3 separate regions of the Mus musculus genome follow, and all the other regions are linked to region 1. Evidence: chromatin contacts called from public HiChIP or PLAC-seq data. All regions are on one chromosome and are shown on one strand. Each heading gives the region's core, a stretch centred on a gene start, on an enhancer-like site or on the middle of the called end of the contact. The rest is flanking DNA. Distances are from core to core; before and after follow the strand shown. Region 1 overlaps Zfp870 (zinc finger protein 870). Region 2 holds the start of Zfp952 (zinc finger protein 952). Region 3 holds the start of Zfp811 (zinc finger protein 811).

Region 1 (3,406 bases), core at 532-3,031:
GAAGACAGCTACAGTGTACTTACATATAATAAATAAATAAATCTTAAGAAAAAAATGTTTATCATGGGCTGAAGAGATAGCTCAGAGTTTAGGATCCTGGTTCAATTCCCAGCACCCATATGGCAGTTTACAACTCCTGTTTGTAACTCCAGGTCCAGGAGAGCTGGCACCCTCACATAGGCATAAATATACAGGTAAAACACCAATGCACATTCAAAGTAAATAAATCTTTTAAAAAATTTTAAGAACAACATCAACAACAAAAGCAAAAACCATAAAAGCGCATACACAGTGCTACCAGGCCATTGGTTCAGGGCCAAGCTTATTGCGGCTAACTATACAAAGCACTTCTGACTTTATTGTGATTGGTTTCAAAAAAACACCAAAGCACAGAACATAACAGAATATGCAATCAACCTGGACATGAGGAAGTCTCCTAGTGACAGCAATAGCAGCATGCAGTGGCTTGCTAAACAGGCAGGCAGCAGTTCCCCAGGCGTTAACACTTTCCAATGTACAGACACTGAATGCATCTTTTCTGCTTTTCACCAATATTTGGCTCTTCTTTATTGGCTTACTGAGAACAGGGGGCTGGGCCTGACTTGGGGCACAGGTTGGGAATGCCAGCTTCAATAACACAAACGTGTCTGTCTGTTGCCTGACATAACGGGCTCAAGGCTCTTGTGGTCACTGTAAGATGAATGATGTTATAGGTTTGACAGAAAGGGAGCTGAGAAGAGATTCACTGGGTGAATTATAATATCAAGCCTCAGGCAGCTATAACCTAAGGCATAATCTATAACCACAGGCAGACCTACGCTAAGCACGGGCAGTGTGAAAAAGCATCGGAGAAGGAACAGATAGACACTTGAGCCCTGAAGCTGGGTGTGGTGGTGCAAGCCTTTACTCCCAGCTCTGGAGAGGCAGAGAGACTTCTGAGTCTGAGATCAGCCTGGTTCACAATGTGGGTTCCAGGACAGCCAGAAGAACTACACAGAGAAACCCTGTCTGGAAAAGTCCAACTCCCCACCCCCTTACAAAAGACTAGAGAGCCATGACTCTAAGCTATCCTGCATCCAGTCGTTTTCCCCACCTTAACTGCAGCTGAGGTTTAGCTCATGACTTGAGGTTTATGAGAAATTGAGCCAGGTTGTGCAGGCGCCTAGTCATATGGAGTTCTTAACCACAGCATGACCGTTAATTCCGCTCTACCTGCAGAAACAAGAAGACCGGATATGGAGTTTCCCAAACCCTCTGCTCCCAATGGAACCGAACCGAACCAATAAAAAGCTTGAACTTCCTGTGTAAGTCCCCGAGCCCTGTTAGGTGCACTCAACTCATCCAGGGAATAAAGCCGTGCTATTCCAAAAAAGTGGTCTCCGGCTGTCATTGTGTCCGGATGCTTCTCTGCCCCGTTTTGTTTGTTTATAATATTGAGAGTCACAGATACTCTTAGTAGCTGCATCCTGAGACATTACATGGGAGTGTGGCGAGGTTTTAGGTAAAGAGCAGGGCAGTGAATTAACAGCTACCATCCACGTAGATCCCCCTCCCTCATCTCTGCAAAAAAGCCCCAGTTCGACTCCTAAGGCGGCCCACTCACGACCCAGACTGTAGGGGACCCGGGCAGCACGCGCTAAGCTAAGAGACGTTGCAACACCCAAAGCTCAGATAAGGAAAGGCCCGAAGCTCTGCCTGCTGGCCCAGCTCCTTCTAGCAGGATGCCAGAAGCAGCAGGGGCCAGCGGGGACAGACCAGACTCAGCGGCAAGCAGTATCAGCGGTATCCCTTACCGCCTCCAGGTTGCAGCTGCCTCCTCCCACACCTGGGACGCTCAACAGCATTCACCATTTCCTGTCTTTTCGTGTCCTGGTGTCCTCCTGCCACTCCTGCAGTCAATGAATGCGACCTGGAGGCCAAGGACTGTGCTCTAGGATCTGCTTTCAAAGAACACACAGGTACCTAAAATGCGCAGGAAAAGAAACAGATCTGATAGTGGCAGAATGCCTCACTCACAGAACAAACTCCTCGTTGGCCAATCAATACAAGCGCTCAAGTAACACCTTGGACCCACCTCCTCAAGACCCAGGAACAGAGGAAGCAACTTGAACCAGGCAAGGTAGAGCTCAAATTACAGACTCTTGATCTTTCCCGATCCCAGAATCCCGCTGTCGTCCATGCAGGACATTGAGCACCAGCAGGGATTAATGAAGGAATCACACTGGCCATGAAGGCAGTTACAGACCTTGGGGCTCGGTGGGAAACTCCTTTTGTAAGATTTGTGGTAGCTCAAAATGACCATGGTTGTAAAAAAGTTAAGTAAATGTGTTCTTTTCCCAGAATTTGCCTCACTGCAAGGTGTGCTAAGTCTTCCGATTGTATAGAAAAGCCCACACAATGTCTCCGGTCCTTAAGTCTGCCCCCTTAATGCAGTTAAAGGTTAACCAGTGATAAACTGCCAGCCCTAAACTGTGACTGAGAACTGCTCTAAAAAATGTATAAAAGGTGTGTGCTTTAGCTACTCAGGGTTGCTTCTATCCTGATTTCAGAACGACCCCAGCAGGGTGGATTAATAAACCTCTTGCTTTTTGCATCGATCTCCGTCTCTGTGAGTGGGACATCCCGGACGTAAGGCTTTTCGGGTCTTACACTTTCAGAACTATAATCAGCGGCAATATTTGGCTTCCTACTCTTTGGCTGTTGTGGTCTTCCTCAAAGCCAATTCCAAAAGCCAAGTATTTTCCAAAAGGACTGCAGGGCTAGATAGGCATCTTAATGGTGTAAGGGTTCATGATTGTCCGAAGAATGATACAGGGGATTCAAGTAGTATGTAAACACAGTGTTTTATTCTGCAGAAGTCCATCATGCTGGGGTCTCCCACTACCAAGATAAAGACAGAGAGACCCCCCCGAAGTGAGCTCGCAGGCCTGATTTAAAGCACAGTAGGGGAACTCTGGGTAGGTGACCTCTATCTTAATCTGTTGAGTTCATATCTAGGGACATCCCAGAGCCATTATGGGGCGTGGCGGCTGAAAAGTGCTGCTGTCCTTGCCATTGTCCTTGCCTCAGGTTGGGTGGCGCGACAGCTTCCGACTAGCTGCCTGAAGGGTTTTTCTAGTAGCCGACTTGCTTGAGCTTGCCTGGACTTGTCCAGTTCATGGAAACATATTTAGGCCTGTCTCCTGAAGCTTGTCTGGAGTCAGCCTAGCCTTCTCAGTGGTAGCGCTTTGCGAGCTTCTGTGAAGTCCTGGGCCCGGCCCTCACCACCCCCACGCCTGCATCAGAAACAAAACTGGAAACAGAATGTCTTTCTGAAGTATTTCTTTTTAATTGCGTTTACACGTGCAGGACTGTGTGTGGGTCTGAATTGTGAGAGCAGTGCTCCCAGAGGCTTCCAATAGAACCA
Region 2 (3,406 bases), core at 261-2,760, 120 kb after region 1:
CATCTTACTGGTTGGGTCAAACTGAGTTCATGTTCCCAGGCCCAGGAACCAACTCTGATTCTGTTGTTTCACATGCTTCTTGCTTGTCTGATAACCAGTAAAGAATATATAAAAAAAAAAAAAAAAAAAGAAGTTGCCTGTTAAGGAAACTAAGGTACACACGCCATAAATCTATACACTGATTGCCTGTCATGACCTAACTGATTACATGCAGCTTGCCCACCCCTTTGCACCCTTATCATTTTGAGTTACAGGCCAAATGTCCAGGATTTCAAGGACATTGAAACTGGGTGGCCCCAGATAAGGCCCAGTCGCCAATGTGCATCACCTTCCTGACTGACTGCTCCCAGTCAGGGGCAGAGCCACAATGGAAACTCCTTTGTTCAACCCATTGTGTCAAAATATGAGTGGACGGGCTGGAGAGATGGCTCAGCGGTTAAGAGCACTGACTGCTCTTCTGAAGATCCTGAGTTCAATTCCCAGCAACCGCATGGTGGCTCACAACCATCCGTAAGGAGATCTGGCGCCCTCTTCTGGAATGTCTGAAGACAGCTACAATGTACTTACATGTAATAAATAAATCTTTAAAAAAAAATATGAGTGGACAATGCTACAGCCCACCCGGCTTCCCCCTGAACTTGTGGTTTCATCCTTTAATATGCTATACTATTTCCCTTCAGGTATGCAGTAGAGATCCCGAGCTGGCTACCTCTCTGTGTACTCAGAGAATAAAACTTTCATTTTAAGCTGCTGTCTTTGAAATCAATTTTCTTGGCTTCTCCCCGAACCTAACAGATCCACTGTGAAGCTCTTGGTCCAAAATCAGTGTTGATCTGGGAGGCTGAGACCATTTTACATTCCTGAATATAGAGGATTTCCTTGGGCAAAGAAACCTTTTTGGCTGACGTCCAAAGGCTGCTTTTCAGACCTGTTGAATCCTTTGTAGAAAACTTCGGGTGTGCAATTCCATTTTTCTCCAGACAATTTATAGTTGAATTCATTGTTGATATGTTTTAATTTTCTTGGCAGAAAACGGGTATATTGAAACACAAGGTTTGCGAAAGCTTTAGCTTAACCTCCCCAAATCTTGAGCTTGCATGTCAGGTCCTCTTTTTTTCCCTATGCCCCCAGATTGACATAGGGACTCTTCCTAAGGAAAAGTCTTGGGTTTTCTCCTTGGGGTACTGACACTAGAGGCTCCACTGTAAAGCTGTAGCATTAGTTCTTTAGGGGATAGGGTGTGTAGTTGGAAAACGCATGCACTAAGAATCCTGCTGAATGTTTCCTTAAATGCCACAAAACTTCAGGTTGCGCCAGGTTTGTTCTAGTGAAGAGCAAGCTAAAAGGGTCATGAGTGACAACTGTGATTTTAGCTGCAGCGGTACTCAGAAAGGCTGATTTCTTTTTAATTAAGCTCGTAGGAGGCAGGGGGAGTTATTCACCAATCAACGGCGCTGTTATTCCCCTGTCCAATAAGAAGCGCAGATAATCGAAGGGTTCCTCACTTGCTACCATCTTGAAGCCGGTGCAGCTGCGGGAAGAGTCGTGTCAACTCTTCTTCGGTTACTGTCACTTCTTCTAATTTCAGGCTCCTTGGAGAGGACACAGTATGCATCAAAAGCAGAGAATGGTGAGTGTGTCACGGGCTCCTGGCTTCGAGGATGGCAGATCTGTGACACTGCCAGGAGACCAGGGTCCAGTTCTGTCCCTTCACTACGAAACGGGTTTCATGCCAGTCCTTTCAGTGTGGGTCCATGCCTCGAACTTACACCTCTGCAGAATTTGCAGCGCTGGTAGATTGGTGATGCTGAACGCAAACTGCGTTTTGAACGACAGAGGGTGTGTGAGCGCTGTTGCGGGTCTTTCTGCCCTTGCACTTTCGTTTGCCCTGCTGTAGTTTTCCTCCGTGATCACGGTGTGTTTTTCTTTCGTTTTCTTTATTTTTTTCAGCTGTTGGGGGTCCCCCCAAAACAAAACACAAGCAGGCACAAGAGTCCAGCAAAGCAAGATCTTTATTTTAATTAAGCAGAAAAACCTGACCGGTCAGGGACAATAGCATAGACCCCGTCCCGGAAGGAAAATTGCACAGCATATTTCGGATGAGACCTCAGAGCAAAGGGGAGTGGAGTGAGTGGGCTGTAGCGTTGTCCAGCCGTATTTTGACATAAGGGGTTGGGCAAGGGAGTCGCCAATGTGATTTTGATGACTCCTGCGGCTTGTCACAGGAAAGGGGTAAAGGAATCATTGGTGATGAAGCCTCCCCTGGGCCACCTGGTTTCAAGGCTTTTTTCTCAGAATCTTGGTGGTCAGGCCTCATCCTGGACATTTGGTGAGTAACTCAAAATGATGAGGGGCAAAGGAGCTGGTTCCTGGGCCTGGGAACACGGACTCAGTTTGTTTCTGTCAGCAGGATAGTGAAGCTGTCCTTGAGATGCGTGGATTCAGACAACTGTCTCCTTACAGTAGGGCCAGTTGAACCCGAGGCTTTATTTATGTTAGGCAAAGGCTCCTTGTTGTGTAGAGGGCATTTTTCTCCATTGGAAATCTATTTCAACCTCGCTTTTGAGCTCTCTTTTGAATAATAATGCTGGTCAAAATAGTTAAAAGTGGAAATATGGAAAAATGGGGGGAAAGCCTGAGGGAAGGGATTCATGTAGCTGTAATTTGGTTTTCCTTGGTGGGTTTCTCCGAACAGAAAGAATTAGGAGAGTTCGTCAATTAGTCTTTAATTGGAATACAGTTCTTGGAAGAAATATTAAATCTTTGGTGTTTTTGCCTTCAACTACTTGTTCTATGTAGATAGTAATCTCTGACCATCAAGAAAGTCGGGGATGATCAGCCTGACACAAAGGCACCATTTATTTTTTTCCTTGAAATGGTTGAAACTGTTTTTGACTTTTCCTGCTGCCTGTGTATCTGCATGTAGAGTTCTCAGCTACCTCTCCAGCACTGTGTCTGCCTGCGTGCCACCATGCTGCCCACTCTAACAATGGACTAAAGCTCTGAAACTTCTTGCACGTGGCAGAGAGACACCGGCTACTTAAGAATGTTGCCGATCACTTCTCTGACTTTTGGGTAAGCCCAAGTTCAGAATGCTGCCTTGGAGGAAGTAATGAGACGGCTTATTCTGAGCTAAAAATGAGTGACATCTGCCCTGAAGCAACCCAAGTTTTTGTGGATAATGTGTCCCATCATTAAAGAGGTTCTACATACTTTTATAGCCAAACAAAGTCCTAAACTGAGATCCTTGACAAATGTCTTCCTGGGAGTTTAGATGGCAAAGCTCTGCAGAGCGAGAAGCTGTGCCTTATCCAGCTTTTATCTCAGATCATCCAGAGATCCGACGAGCAGTGCACGCACGAGATGCTTGCCTTCTATCAAGAGGGGGTGTTAGGTGACATCCAGA
Region 3 (3,406 bases), core at 384-2,883, 68 kb before region 1:
GCTTCAACTGTCAACATGGCACAGTCTATAGTTATCTGAGAAGAGCATCTCAATTGAGAAATTGTCTGGATCAGATTAGCATGTGGATAGTTAATTGATGTGGGAAGGCCCAGTCTATGATGAAAAGAACCTTCCCTAGGCAGGGGGTCCTGGGCTGTATAAGAAAGCTATTTTAGCATGAGTTTATAAGCCAGCCAGCATTCCTCCATGGTGTCTGCTTCAAGTGCTTGCCTGAGCTTTCCCTCTGAATTCCTTCAATGATGAACTGTGACCTGAAAATAATAAGCCAAAAGAACCCTTTCCTCACGAGCCATGCTGCCTTCAGTCAGTATGTTACTGCAGCGACAGGATGAGACTAGAGCAACCTGCAAGGCTCATTGGAAAAGCAGGTGCCACTGAAATGAGACAAGGAAAAGACGGCGGGGGGTGGGGGGGGGTGGGGGGGGTGGGGGGGGGTGGAGGGGGGCGTGGGGGCGGGCTGCTTGTAGTTAGTTCATGTTGCAGGTTATGCCAAACCTAGAATGGCTCCATTGTGTTCAGCAACAACGTTAATCTGATTTGCTCGAGTTTTAAGCATAAGATCTCATAGAGGAAAAAGAGCTACTATTTGCCAGCACTCCAGAAGGCACAAAGTGACATCAGTAAACAACTCCTGAAAATGTACCAAATTTTATCAAAAACACTAGACGCATGAGCTTATCAACCACAATATATGCAACCCCTCACCTGAATTTCTACAAGGAGCACCCCAAAACCAGAGTGTGGCACACAGGCAGTGATCACAGGGTCAGCTGTCAAGAGAAGGGGAATAACCGTGGGCAAGGACTCCCTCCCGCCTTTGTCCTCGCAGTTTCTCCGGCTTAGTTGATCGATGAGAATTATTCGATCCTCAACAGCCCTCTTTGTCCCCGTATTAGCTCCAATGCCTGGACTCCAGTAAAGCTTTGTGTGCTTTCAAGCCTTTCTAACACTTTCTTAACCATTCTGCAACCTGTGTTTTGGTTCATTATTGTGTGAAATGTTAATATGTGGTTTAATGTTAGTGATTAAGATTGGAATAAAAGAGCAGTGGCTGCCCACGGCCAGAAAGAAGGCAAAATCGGGCTTACTTGGAAAACTGTAGTCAAGGAAAAAGAATTTATTGGCTATTTAATAAATCGTGACAGTGTAAAAAAGATCCATGTCTCTGTATGTTTCAGAATAACATGCACAAGATCCGGGGGTCAACACACCTCTTACCTCCTCTGGTGCAGAACCCCCAACCCGAGTACCTAGTCTCCACCACCCTCTGCCACCACCACCCACTCTGCCTAGACCTGGCACTGCGAGAGACCAGATGTGTCTGCTTCAGTGAGCGCTCAGCAAGAGACAGGGCAGCCTGGACCAGCTCCACCCGGAGGATCCCGCTCTGAGGCTCATCAGAGTCAGAGAGACCCCTCTGCAGACGAGAGCTGTACCCCACTGCCACAATCGCCCGCACGAACCATTTCCAGAGACATGATGTCCTAGTGTCCTCTTGTAGTTCCTGCAGTCAGTGGAGGTGAGGCAGAAATGGAGTAGAGAGAGAGAGAGACCTGGAGATTCCCTGTACAGATGCTAACAATCCAGATCCCCAAATAAGGCGGGGACCAAAAGGGGATGTCTCAGTGATACGTAGCGGCCATCTTCCTAATGCCTGGATATTTCATTGGATATGCATCCCAAAACAACTTGCCTGGTTGGCCATCAATCCACAGACCCGCCTCCTAAAGCTTTAGCGACTGGAGGAGCACACTCACCTACCACATTGAGATTCAAATTAGAAATTTTAGGTTCAAGCCTACCCAGACTGCATAGAGTACTTTCCTAGATCCTCACTGGCCCCACAGTGGGAAAGGGCAGAAGCAGAGCCCTGTCCCAGCTTTCCTGACCCAACACTTGCTCAGCGGGCAATTCTTGCTTCCTCCCCTTTCTGATGGGGTTACAGAAGCACAGAGGGATTCCAGACTCGGTGTCTATGGAAACAGCCCCATCGCACCATAGAAGACAAAAGGCATACCAGGTCTGGAATAGGAGAGAGAGGGGAGAGGGGAGAGGGGAGAGGGGAGAGGGGAGAGGGGAGAGGGGAGAGGGGAGAGGGGAGAGGGGAGAGGGAGAGAGGGAGTAAGGGAGGGAGGGAGACAGACACAGAGAGAGTGTGTGTGAGGGAGGGATGGAGGCTACCTATATTCAGTCAATAGCATAGAAAACATATGAAGGAATGAAATTATTGAAGGCATACAGAAAGTGGAATTTATAGAAAGAGGTCAAACATACCAGCAAAGTCCTCACGCTTTAACAAGGATCCAGTGTTTAATTTGACCCAGTGACTTCTGGTGTGTTCCACAAGCACACTATTATCTGACTCCAAATAGTCAATGTTTGGACAGGAGGTGCTGTACAGTTCAGCTTGTCCATGCAGATATATACAAGGGTCAAATGCAAGAGAGACACTGAGTCAGATTGTTCCTGATGGCTGTTACTAAACTTGAGGTCACAGTCTATAAGAAGCCAGGTTCAGCCACCCAACCTCGTGAAGACAAACATGCAAATTAGTAGGGAAAACCAGAAAAGAAGAAATTTATGCAATGTGGCTATGTTGGGAAGAGGAACAAAAAGACCCAGTGATTCCCCACTAGTCTATCTTGGGGTTACTAAAGTGAGACTGAAGTTTAAGTTAAAGCCCAGGGCATACTAAGCAGTCCAGGATGAGGGGTGATGCCACCCATTACTGGACTGTCACCATCTCTGTGAGGTTGTTCATCCCTTTCCTGGAGGAGATGAGCATCAGCTCTGGCCCAGGGTTTTCTTCTCCCAATACCAGATTCCCAGAGAAATCTCAATTTCTTGGAATTCACTGTTTCAATATTGTTAAAGCTAAAGGCTCTTTTAAGAAAACATTCATTTCTGTCAGGTTAATGTCAAATACAACAGTGGGGCCTAAAAGGGAAGGAAATAAAGAGACTACTCAGAAAGGGCAGCGGTATCCATTTTAAGGCTTTGGAGGAAGAGGTGATCCTGCACTTGGAGGAAGAAGTCTTTTAACGTGTGACTTGGAGGGAAGAAAGATGGCTGCCGCAAACCCATTATACAAGATATGCCATTCGAAGTCCTTAGTGGTCTAGGATCTGGTTGCACAGGGATCCTGATAATTTCTTTTGTGGAAGTATTGGGTTTCAGCTAGGAGTTAATCAGCCTACATTTCCCTGCAGTATTTCAGGCACCCTACTGAGATGTCTGTGACTTTCCAACAGGTTCTCTGGAAAGAAGAGCCTAGAGACAAGGTAACTCTCCCCCATCTTGGGTAGCTTATTTCTCAGAGCTGATTCTGAGACACCTCATGTTGTAGGAAGGTTAGGGTTAGGTTAGGGCTTGTAATCAAACTCCC

The links. HiChIP or PLAC-seq counts read pairs in DNA pulled down with a chosen protein or histone mark.
Region 2: an H3K27ac HiChIP or PLAC-seq map of embryonic stem cells shows a contact between it and region 1, with 5 read pairs. The contact joins the promoter of Zfp952 here to the enhancer-like site in region 1. A contact is called at or near these places in 7 of 39 promoter capture datasets (the C10 cell line, the HPC-7 cell line, embryonic stem cells and 3 more), 2 of 484 Hi-C or Micro-C datasets (both in embryonic stem cells), 3 of 115 datasets of contacts at active chromatin or transcription factors (bone marrow-derived macrophages and embryonic stem cells) and 2 of 9 other capture datasets (adipose tissue and liver).
Region 3: a contact with region 1 is called in an H3K4me3 HiChIP or PLAC-seq map of embryonic stem cells, with 25 read pairs. The contact joins the promoter of Zfp811 here to the enhancer-like site in region 1. A contact is called at or near these places in 8 of 39 promoter capture datasets (3T3-L1-derived adipocytes, the HPC-7 cell line, cranial neural crest and 5 more), 3 of 115 datasets of contacts at active chromatin or transcription factors (embryonic stem cells and trophoblast stem cells) and 3 of 9 other capture datasets (adipose tissue, liver and pancreatic islet).

What each region holds. Positions count from the first base shown.
Region 1 is chr17:32,875,915-32,879,320 of GRCm38.p6, forward strand. Zfp870 (zinc finger protein 870) reads right to left here. Exons shown (of 4, transcript NM_207245.2): 4 at 3,307-3,406. Among named protein-coding and RNA genes, the nearest start is that of Gm50050, 13 kb to the left of the region's middle. Within about 2 kb of position 1,782, at least 38 of the 459 cell types and tissues checked have an H3K27ac peak or open chromatin away from gene starts, as enhancers often do. A contact at or near this core is called in embryonic stem cells and trophoblast stem cells, where this site is marked.
Region 2 is chr17:32,991,629-32,995,034 of GRCm38.p6, forward strand. It overlaps Zfp952 (zinc finger protein 952), which reads left to right and starts at 1,511. Exons shown (of 4, transcript NM_001045559.1): 1 at 1,511-1,630. The coding sequence starts at 1,610.
Region 3 is chr17:32,808,298-32,811,703 of GRCm38.p6, forward strand. It overlaps Zfp811 (zinc finger protein 811), which reads right to left and starts at 1,634. Exons shown (of 4, transcript NM_183177.3): 1 at 1,485-1,634. The coding sequence starts at 1,487.